Regions from separate parts of the Danio rerio genome. Here region 2 is linked to region 1. The links are chromatin contacts, called in public Hi-C maps. All regions are on one chromosome and are shown on one strand. The core of a region is the stretch at or near the end of the contact, and the rest is flanking DNA. Distances in the headings are between cores, read along the strand shown. Region 1 holds the start of pcdh1g1 (protocadherin 1 gamma 1). Region 2 holds the start of cbln17 (cerebellin 17).

Region 1 (5,157 bases), core at 1,418-3,917:
TGTTTAAAGAACATTGGAAACTACAACCGTTTACAGCTATTTTTTCAGCAAATAAAGACAATTCAAAACAAAAAATTAAATCTAAAACTTTTTTGTAGAATGAATGGCAGCAGTTGTGCTGTGCGTCATTTTTAGGTGCGTAAACAAGACACATTACAAACAAACAAACAAACAAACAAAAAAGCTTAAGAATCAAAGCAGGCATTTACTGTAACTCGGTACATTCCCCTACGTCAGACAGGCGCAACATATTAAAATCGATTTTACTCTTATCCAGAATCCCACCAGCCGGAAGTGTGTTTTCATTATACGAGCTCACAAACTTAAAGTCACTGGTGCGCGAGCCTGTTGTCAGATACGCGTCATAATTGTAAGAGCTGCGGATAGTTCCTGCTCCATCCACATCTGCATAGTTTGGAGGCAAATAGGCGCTGGGAACAGCAACTGCTCCATCAAACAACAGTCTGGGCTTTCTCCTGTGACAAAACTTCACTGCCAACATCAGTATGATGAACGTCAGGAAGAAAGTGCAGACGGAAACTAATGCAATGATCAAGTATGAGGTTAATTTAGAGTTGTTGTCCTCATAGCTCATATCTTTAAGTTCAGGAACTTCAGAAAGATTATCAGAAATCAGTAAATTCACAACACATGTTGTAGACAAAGATGGCTGGCCATTATCCTTTACTGAAATAACAAGATTCTGCTTCATATTGTCAGATTCAGAAATGTCTCGTTGAGTTTTGATCTCTCCACTATGGAGACCAATAGTGAAAAGTCCCGGATCAGTAGATTTCAAGATTTGATAGGACAGCCATGCATTCTGTCCAGAGTCAGCATCTACAGCAATCACATTTGACACCAGAGAGCCTGAGAGAGTCGCTTTAGGGACCATTTCAGTCATTAAAGTCTTTCCGTCAGGAACAGGGTATAATATCTGTGGAGAGTTATCATTCTCATCCGTTATGAAGACTTTGACAGTCACGTTACTGCTGAGTGGAGGTGAACCATTGTCTCTGGCAACAACTTTGACACTGAAGTTTCTGAACTGCTCATAGTCAAATGATCTCACAGTATGAATCACTCCTGTATCTCCATTAATAGAGAGAAATGAGGACATTGGGACCCCGTTGACTTCACTGGGTACCAGAGAGTACAGTACAGTCCCATTCTGTCTCCAGTCTGGGTCATTTGCACTGACAGAACAAACAGAGGTGCCTGCTTGCTTATTTTCACTTATATAAATGAAGTAACTCTGCAGTTCAAATCTAGGGGAGTTGTCGTTGACGTCAGAAACTTGTATGTTCAGAGAAATGTTGGAAAATAAGGGTGGTATACCTCCATCGGTTGCGATTATTGTCACATTGTAATTATCGATTTGTTCCCGATCAAGCGAACTACTTGTAGTGAGAATGAAATAAGACTTAATGTATGGCTGTAGCTGAAATGGCAGATTCGGCGAAATGGAACAACTAATCCGGCTGTTTTCTCCTGAGTCTTGGTCTTTTACGTTTATTACGGCTATCTCTGTGCCTGGTGTTGTGTTTTCTGGGATTTTATTTTTTAGAGATTTCACAGATATAACAGGCGCGTTGTCGTTGACATCATCTATTTCAATAACAACTTTACAGTGGCCTGTCTGACCTCCGCCATCCTCTGCTTGCACTTCCACCTCATATGAGGAGGCTTTCTCGTGGTCCAGCTGTCCAATAACTGATATTTCCCCGTAGTTTTCATCAATTTTAAACAACTGTTTTGTGTTGTCAGACAGGTGATTGATATAATATTTTATTTCTCCATTTGCGCCCTCATCCTCATCGGTAGCCGTGATTTTGATGACAGACGTTCCCAGTGCTGAATTTTCAGATAACCGAGCGTTATACAAAGGCTGCAAAAATAATGGTGCATTGTCATTCATGTCAATTACAACCACTTCAATAACAACAGTTCCAGAATTGGGAGGGTTTCCGCCATCTACCGCAGACAATATCAAAGAATGCTCTCCCCTTGTCTCTCGGTCCAGGCTGTTTTTTAAAACAATATCCACATAACGGTCTTTGCTTGACTTTGTATCAAGAACAAAATGTTTGTTTTGACTGAGAATATATGTCTGAACTGAATTAATTCCCACATCCAAATCCCGTGCTCGAGTTAATTGTAATTTGCTTCCTGTCGGAGCTCCTTCGCTTATCTCGAGCTTTATCGAACCTTTTGGGAAAACAGGAGGGTTGTCATTGACGTCCTGGACCTCTAAAGCGATGTTATGAAGTTCTAAAGGGTTTTCAAGAATAAATTCAAAGTGCATGATGCAGGGGGAGGCAGTTCCGCATAGCATTTCTCGGTCGATCCTTTCCGAAACAAAAAGATTCCCTGAATCTAGGTCTATTTCACAGTACCTTCTGTCCCCTTGGTAATCCAAACGGGCCTTGCGAAATCTCAAGCGATTATAATCCAAATTAACATCCTTACTTAGATTTCCAATAACAAATTTTGTCTTGGTTTCCTCCGGCACAGAATAACGAACATCAGCAGCGGTAACGCAGAAAAGAAGCGATGTTATCCATAATCGCCATTTTCCCAAGCACAATTTAGACGTTTTTGCCATGTCTTCTTTGTATAATAATACTCACACAATCGATTTGTATCATGGACAGTCAAAGCACTGCGATTTTGACAAATGTTATCAACAGAACAGAAAAAAGAAGAAAAAAATCGCACCAAATGGGTGGGTTCTTATGTTCAAAACTAGCTAGTCAACAGCGACGCTGTGTGGTTAAAGTAAGTATAAAGAAACGAACCACAAGTGCGGTGTGTAATGTTTCAGAAATTGTTAATTAAATAGTCTCTAATATAACCAGTGCACTATGTCCCTTTATAAGATAAAGATTTCTTTACACAAACTTGGAGTGGACTTTTACTGCAGACAAGCCACATAAATACTAGCCAATAAATTGTTTGTGTTTCTTTTAAAAAGTTTATATTGCTTATTTCTTTTATAATAAAAACATCGTTTTATATGGTTTATTTTATTGAAGGGATAGTTCACACTAAAATGTAAACGTACTTACTATTTTTCTCACCCTAATGATTTAAACTTTTTTTTTCTTTTCCAGTTGAACACAAAAGAAAATATTTTGAACAAAGCTGCAAATCTTTACCCACTGACTTCCATAGTAGAAACAATAAATAGTATGGAAGACAATAGTTATAGGTTTCCAGCTTTTTTATAATATTTTCTTTTGTGTTCGTCAAAGGAAAAAAGTTGAACAGGCTTGAAGCAAGTAAATGGTGAGTAATGATAATGATTTTCATTTTGGGTTAACTATCTCTTTAATATCCCTTTAATATAATTTCAGTGTAATAGAATTTGTATTGAAAATGTATTTTATTCATATAATCCAAAGCTCAGTTTTCATCAGTTTACATCAATCTCAAATGACCCTTCTAAAATCATTCTAACGTGCTGATTTATTAAAATGTATTACATTGAAAACAGTTAATAAAAAAAAATCATAGTAATGTTTTTACTGTATTGTTTAATGTAGAGTTATTTCAAAAACTGGTTCCAAACTTTATACCGGTACTGTTATCTGCCACGAGATTACTTTCTTAAAATGGTTTACATTTCAATGAATTTGTTTCTTGTAATTGTTTATATAATTAAAGAGAAATTTCAGTTCCAGTATAATTACAGTATAATTCTCAGCTTTACAGCATGTATTGATGTACACACAAACGTTACGTTTCACAAACGCATTTGTTTTCAGCACCATGGACAGCGCGATCTATTGCCGCTGTACAAAGCGCCTGGAATGGAAAGTGCAAGAGCAGACAAAGGTGAAACTATGCATTAAATTTAAAAAGAGGGTATCCTAGAATATATATATATATATATATATATATATATATATATATATATATATATATATATATATATATATATATATATATATATATATATATATCTACAGAGAGAGAGAGAGAGAGAGAGAGAGAGAGAGAGAGAGAGAGAGAGAGATACAATTGTCTTAAATTGAAAAGTATGAAATTCAATTATATTTTCCAACAGGCAAAATTTAAACTAAACAATAATTTGTTTTGTTGAATTGTACACATCCGACATTCAAATCCAGAGCCTCACCTTTGTGTTTAATGTGCACACTGAACAGGAAGAAATAATTTGTCAAAAATGCATCAGATGATCTGACAGATGACAGTTTTAAAGCACAAACTATTATATATATATATATATATATATATATATATATTATTTTTTTTTTTTCAAATGCTATATAATCTGAATAATTATTGATTTTAAATGTCCACTGAAAATTTTGAAATACGCTTCTTTAGACATTGATAGTTTCACAATAAATCTTTGTCCTTCATGGAAACTTTATCATTTTAAAATGGTTCTTGAGCTTTTAACACGTTCTTAAATCTTTGAAAAATGTGCTGTTAAAGCTGGCTTAAGCAATGTAGGTGTTTAAATAATAAAATTTTAAATTTAATGTAATTTTTTAAAAATGGGTTATTTTGTGGAACCCAGTGTAAGGGTCACATTTACATATGACCTGTCATTCTAACATTAGCTTTACTTTGGCAACAGTTTTATGATAAAACATTTTGGTAAAATGCATTCAGGGTATTGTTAAATCAGAAAAGCAATTCTGGTTTACTAACCACGTAGACGGGCAAAAACAAAACCACACAAAACTCTTAAATACTTATGAAAGAAAACTTTATTTGTGATTTATAAACAAAACACATTACCAGATTTCTTAAAGTAATATAAAATAATAAACACCATTACACTGATGAGCAGGTGTACAAAAAAGTCCAACAGATTTGCACTGTCAAAGTCAAAAGCTTAGTGCCACCTAGGCACTGCATGAGCTGATATATAATTACCACACACAAGCAGAATACATAGACCTTTTTATTTTCTCTTTTATCGTTTTTGAAATTTTTGTAATTTTTTTTTTATCATTTTGTTGTTGAAGGGAGAGGTTTATATCATAGGGACGTATGAACTGTTTCACATTACAGTGTTATTGATTTCAAAGCCTAGCACAAAACAAAGGATTGATCCTTTCAAGTTGCAAAAAATCATAAGATCTTAAAGAAAAGCAATTTAGACCATAACACTACAGCATT
Region 2 (5,157 bases), core at 972-3,471, 200 kb before region 1:
TAATAGCTTCAGTAGCAAAATATTGTATAATGCATATAAACTATCTTGATTTCAAAACAACATCAAATTGACTTCTAACATTGGCAAAAACGTCAAAAAATTAATACAGGACAGTCCTGTAATTGATTTTTGATGTGTTTCTTGACACCAATATTAGATGTCAATTTGATGCCATTGATTTGCATCTTTAAAGTTTTTTACAATACTGGGTATTGTTTAAATGGGACCTTTTTTTCATAAGTTTACCTTTATTTTCTTGCCTTGTTTTTTCCAGCTGGGCTTCACTGATCTTGATTTTCTCATTCATGTCTATAAAATAATCATATCATTCATTTTAAACATTCTGAAGAGTATATTAATATTCAGTTACATTATATATTTCTAATATATTCATGTATTTAATGTATTTTTGCATAATATGTATTGCAGTGATATATATATATGCTCACAGGCCAAGTTATTAGGTACACCTTACTAGTACAGTGTTGAACCCCCTTTTGCCTTCAGAACTTCCTTAATCTTTTTTGGCATAGATTCAACAAGGTGCTAGAAAATTTCCTGAGAGATTTTGGTCAACATTGACATGATAGCATCACGCAGTTGCTACAGATTTGTCAGCTGCACATCCATGATGTGAATCTCTCATTCCACCACATTCCAAAGGTGCTCTATTGGAATAATTTCTGGTGGCTGTGGAAGCCATTTTAGTACATTGAACTCGTTGTCATGTTTAAGAAACCAGTCTGAGATGATTCGCGCTTTATGACATGGCAAGTTATCCAGCTGTAAGTAGCCAGCAGAAGATTGGTACACTGTGGTCATAAAGTTAGGGACATGTTTAACAACAGTACTCAGGTAGCGTTGACACAATACTCAGTTAGTACTAATGGGCTTAAAGTGTGCCAAGAATTATCCCACACACCCTTCCACCACCAGCAGCAGCATGAACCGTTGATGCAAGGCAGGATGGATCCATGCTTTCATGTTGTTGACACCAAATTCTGACCGTACCATCCAAATGTTGCAGCAGAAATCAGGACTCATCAGACCAGGCAACGTATTTACAATCCTCTATTGTCTAATTTTGATGAGCCTGTGGATATTGTAGCCAGTTTCCTGTTCTTAGCTGACAAGAGAGGCACTCGGTGTGGTCTTCTGCTGCTGTAGCCCATCTGCCTCAAGGTTGGACATGTTTATACAGTTTATCAGTTCAGTGGGGAGTAGAATTCATTCACAAAATACTCATTACAATGTGGTGATGTCATTGGCTTGTAGCTTTCATGTAGCTTTTTTTTTTTTTTTTGGATTCCCGGAAGCTATAGACATTACAAATGTAAAATAGGAAATACGTTGGGACCATTGTATTTGTTTACATTTCTCAAAATGGTCTATAATACATTTAATTATTGTATTGTTTAAAACAACTACAGTATTTAATCTGACTTAATATTTTTTATTCGTGTGTGTACAGCCCAATAACAAATGAGATTTCTTAAAAATGATCATTTTCTCCGGATTTAGGGTTTATAGTTTGATTAAAGTTATTCATAGGCATTGATTATATATGTAAAATTAAAATGTTGTCATTTGTACATTTTTTGGCATGGTTTTGAATCGTCTGTTGTGATTTTCTAGAAAGAAATTATCTAAATGAATTTTTTTCCTTGAAATATTACCTTTACATTATAATTATTCTATGAAATATTTGCTATTATTAAGAGAAGCATACAGTAAATTATGGGGATTTTTTTTCTGGTCAACTTTGAACAGTACACCACAGCTGGTATCAAAATACAATTGTAAATACCTGAATTTTCTTTCTTCAGCTCCAGTATTTGTTCTGCCATTTCTATGAAACAATAATGATCTAATTAATTACCTTTTTAATGTTGCATTGTACTGTACTGTGTTTATTAATTGTGATTTCCCTTATTGTAAAATGTTATTATTATTTAACAGCTGTATGTTTATGTAAACATGACAGAATAAGAAAGCATTACTGACTTGCATTCTCTTTCATCGTCATGTCCAGCTTGACTCTGAGCTCCACCAACATGTCTCTTACATCTCTCACCTCAGTCCAGATGTTGGGCTGGTCATTTCTTTCACTGGCCACCAAAACTTCCAGCTCCTTATCTCCATCACTGAGAGACAGATAGCAAAACAGAAGAAGAGAAACACTCACCTTCATCCTTACAATCAGAGAGACAAGGAAAATAACACAGCTTTCGGGCTTTCAGTTAGTTAATCATTACTCTCTGTATTGACAGATTTTTTTTCAGCCAATTAAACTGCAGAAAGTTGAAGTCCTAAGAGTAAAGTTCTGTTTATGTTTTAACAGTTGGTTAAATTGTCTGGAGTGTTAGTAAAAGTATAAGAATAGTAATGTAAAGAATGAAAGAGATATTTGGAATATTTCTTTGTCTTTCATTTTTGTATTTTTTTTCATGTCATATTTGATAGCCTCTACAATGATACTGGCTTGTACTGTAAAAATAGAAGCTATACTAAACTTAAAGTGATTTAGGTATTATAATGAAATTAATTATTATAAATGTCATCATTGTAATTAGTCTTAATTAGTCAAAAATCATCTACAAGGTACTCATTGAGTTTCTGTCTGCATAAATGGCTCTGTAATTATTTTATGTAAAACATAATTATAGTGTGTTATACAGAAGGCATATATTTAGGAATTAGTCAAAGTGATATCAGAATTAAAATGAAATTAAATTAAATATATCATGTTATTAGAAATAGTCTAGTTTATGAACACTAGATGTCGCCCTTTCACTTCAAATGAGAGAAGGAGAGTTTTCACTGAGAGTTTTCTTCAACTGTTTTGGCTCAATTCTTGTTTTGTTTTGTTTTTCTCTAGAAACAAAAAGTTTAGATCTCTGAAAAAATAGCTTCTTGTTCACATACAGTGCAATACAATTAGAATCAACCATTTAACCAATCAAGTTTTAGAGCATACACTGTAAAATGTAAGTTGATACTTAGAACAATTAAGGAAACTGATTGATTTAAAATTTCTTAGTAGTGTATTCATTTAAGTGAACATAACTTAACCCAGTTCATATTTACAACTTCTTAATAAAGCAAACTTCAGTACTGTTGGCTCAAAATAATTAGTTGTGTTATTTTTTTTTATAAGTGTTTACATTACTAGGAAAGTATTAGAAAACCGATTGCTTTAAAATTATCAAGTAAGCTGAACTAAAACATTTAAGTAAAGACAAAAACCTATACTAAAACATTTTTATTGTCAAAATATTGCTGTAAACCCAAATTAGTAAGCAAAACTATCACAATTTATGTAACTAGATACAAAAAAACCTAAATAGTTTAAATTACAATGTGCTGAATTCTTGCCCTTTCATATTTATTTATTCCTTAAAGGCTTTATTGTGTTCATTTGTGATTGTAATTATCAAGCAGCTTTTCACTGCATTAGCACACAGTTACCTTTAAATAAAAGAAGATACAGATAACATCAGATACTCTCAGGACACAGATGTTACTATCCTGCACAATGATGACACAAAGCTTTTACAATATTTAGCTGTTTTCTTCTTGATTTTACAAACAAATACAGCTGTGGTTTTCAGCAATCTACTGTTTTTTTTACATTTTATTTACGTAAATTCAATTTACAGAATATTTGAATTAAATATACATTTTACAGTGTATATGTAGATTGCGTGACTCATGAAAGAGTAAAAAACTTTTCATTTAACACATTCATACAAAAATAAATGTACTGCATAAATGCAAATGTTTATCTGCTTTTTATTTTGACTCTTCTCAATAAAGATCAGTTTTTGTCTTATAAAATCTTAATGTGTAAGGCTGACTAATGTGTGGCTAACAAAATACTTTATATTTGAGTGATTTTGGCCAAATTACTGACACATTAACTAGGTTTTGAAGTATGGAGGAAATGTGTTGGGCCTACTGCTTTTTTCAACGAGCCATATACAATTAGCTGTTGTGCACACTGCATATAATTGTACTTTTTGCACATGTGTAAAAATTGCAATATGTTGTGAACAAGTTAATTGTTCTGAGATCTGAACTTATTGTTTCTAAAAAAAAATAATAATGTGACAATTAAGGCAAAGTAATTGAAAAAAGTGTAAAACAATTACATTTAGCATGACAGACAGACAGAGGGATGGATGGATGGATGGATGGATGGATGGATGGATGGATGGATGGATGGATGGATGGATAGATAGATAGATAGATAGATAGATAGATAGATAGATAGATAGATAGATAGATAGATAGATAGATAGATAGATAGATAGATAGATAGATAGATAGATAGATAGATAGATAGATAGACAAATGAAGGTCAGATAATTATGTAGCAAACTTGTGACTCCAGGTCATTTAGTTAGGTCAAAAGTTGTTTGTCTATTGTTGGTGGAAGTGGCCTAATGCTGTGTCAGTGTCATCTTAATGCTGCAGTCAAGTGCACTTCTCTGCCTGATGCCCTTGAGACTCCAGCACAGCTCTTTAAAATGCAGCAAGGGTTGCCAGGACTGGGCTGCAGCAAAATACTCTAAAACTCTTTATGCGTCTTCATTATGTGCCTCTTTTATCAGCCAATTACACATTAATGTGCAGAAGTCTGCTCTTATGGGCCCAAGAGCTCATTTTTTGTTGTTGTAGTGTAACTGAAAAGACTGCTTTTGTGTTTGTTTACTTTTTAAATTAAATACTTTCTGCAGATTATTTCTGCTTAAACCCTAAATAAAAATTACTTGCATCATTCAGACAAACTGTGGAGCAAGGGGAAAGAGGTTATTACCAGCCCAAACAGGCCTTTGAGGGAAAGAATAAAAAAACAATTGCGCTTTTGAAATAAGCCTCTGATTATTCACAAATAAAGATGTTTGGAGGTTTTCCCCTAACCTAATCAAAGCCAAGTTTTGGAGATATAATAAATCCACAACACACTTTTGAGTCAAATAAAGTCTTGCCTGGTTTCATATGACATTTTTTGTTTTTCTTCTAAAGTAAACTAAATAATTACTATTTGCTTTCTAATTGTTTTCTAATATACAAACTAAAACAAAAAAAGCAAACACACACAAAATGATTACAAGAACAATTTGTAGTTCTAATAATTGTACAGAATTTCATGCA

Evidence for each region. Hi-C and Micro-C count contacts between places; a contact is called where the count stands out from the background.
Region 2: a Hi-C map of embryo shows a contact between it and region 1, with 2.2 times the contacts expected there. The contact joins the promoter of cbln17 here to the promoter of pcdh1g1 in region 1. A contact is called at or near these places in 2 of 18 Hi-C or Micro-C datasets (caudal fin and embryo) and 1 of 4 datasets of contacts at active chromatin or transcription factors (caudal fin).

The regions. Positions count from the first base shown.
Region 1 is chr10:26,512,736-26,517,892 of GRCz12tu, reverse strand. pcdh1g1 (protocadherin 1 gamma 1) reads right to left here and starts at 2,667. Exons shown (of 4, transcript NM_001020804.2): 1 at 215-2,667. The coding sequence starts at 2,605. All of the region lies in intron 5 of LOC141376355 (a long non-coding RNA gene), which reads left to right. All of the region lies in intron 4 of LOC141376356 (a long non-coding RNA gene), which reads left to right. It overlaps pcdh1a3 (protocadherin 1 alpha 3), which reads right to left. Exons shown (of 4, transcript NM_001024097.1): 4 at 4,726-5,157. It also overlaps pcdh1a4 and pcdh1a6.
Region 2 is chr10:26,717,174-26,722,330 of GRCz12tu, reverse strand. cbln17 (cerebellin 17) reads right to left here and starts at 2,221. Exons shown (of 5, transcript NM_001326525.1): 1 at 2,005-2,221; 2 at 1,808-1,849; 3 at 247-309. The coding sequence starts at 2,191. All of the region lies in intron 5 of LOC141376355 (a long non-coding RNA gene), which reads left to right.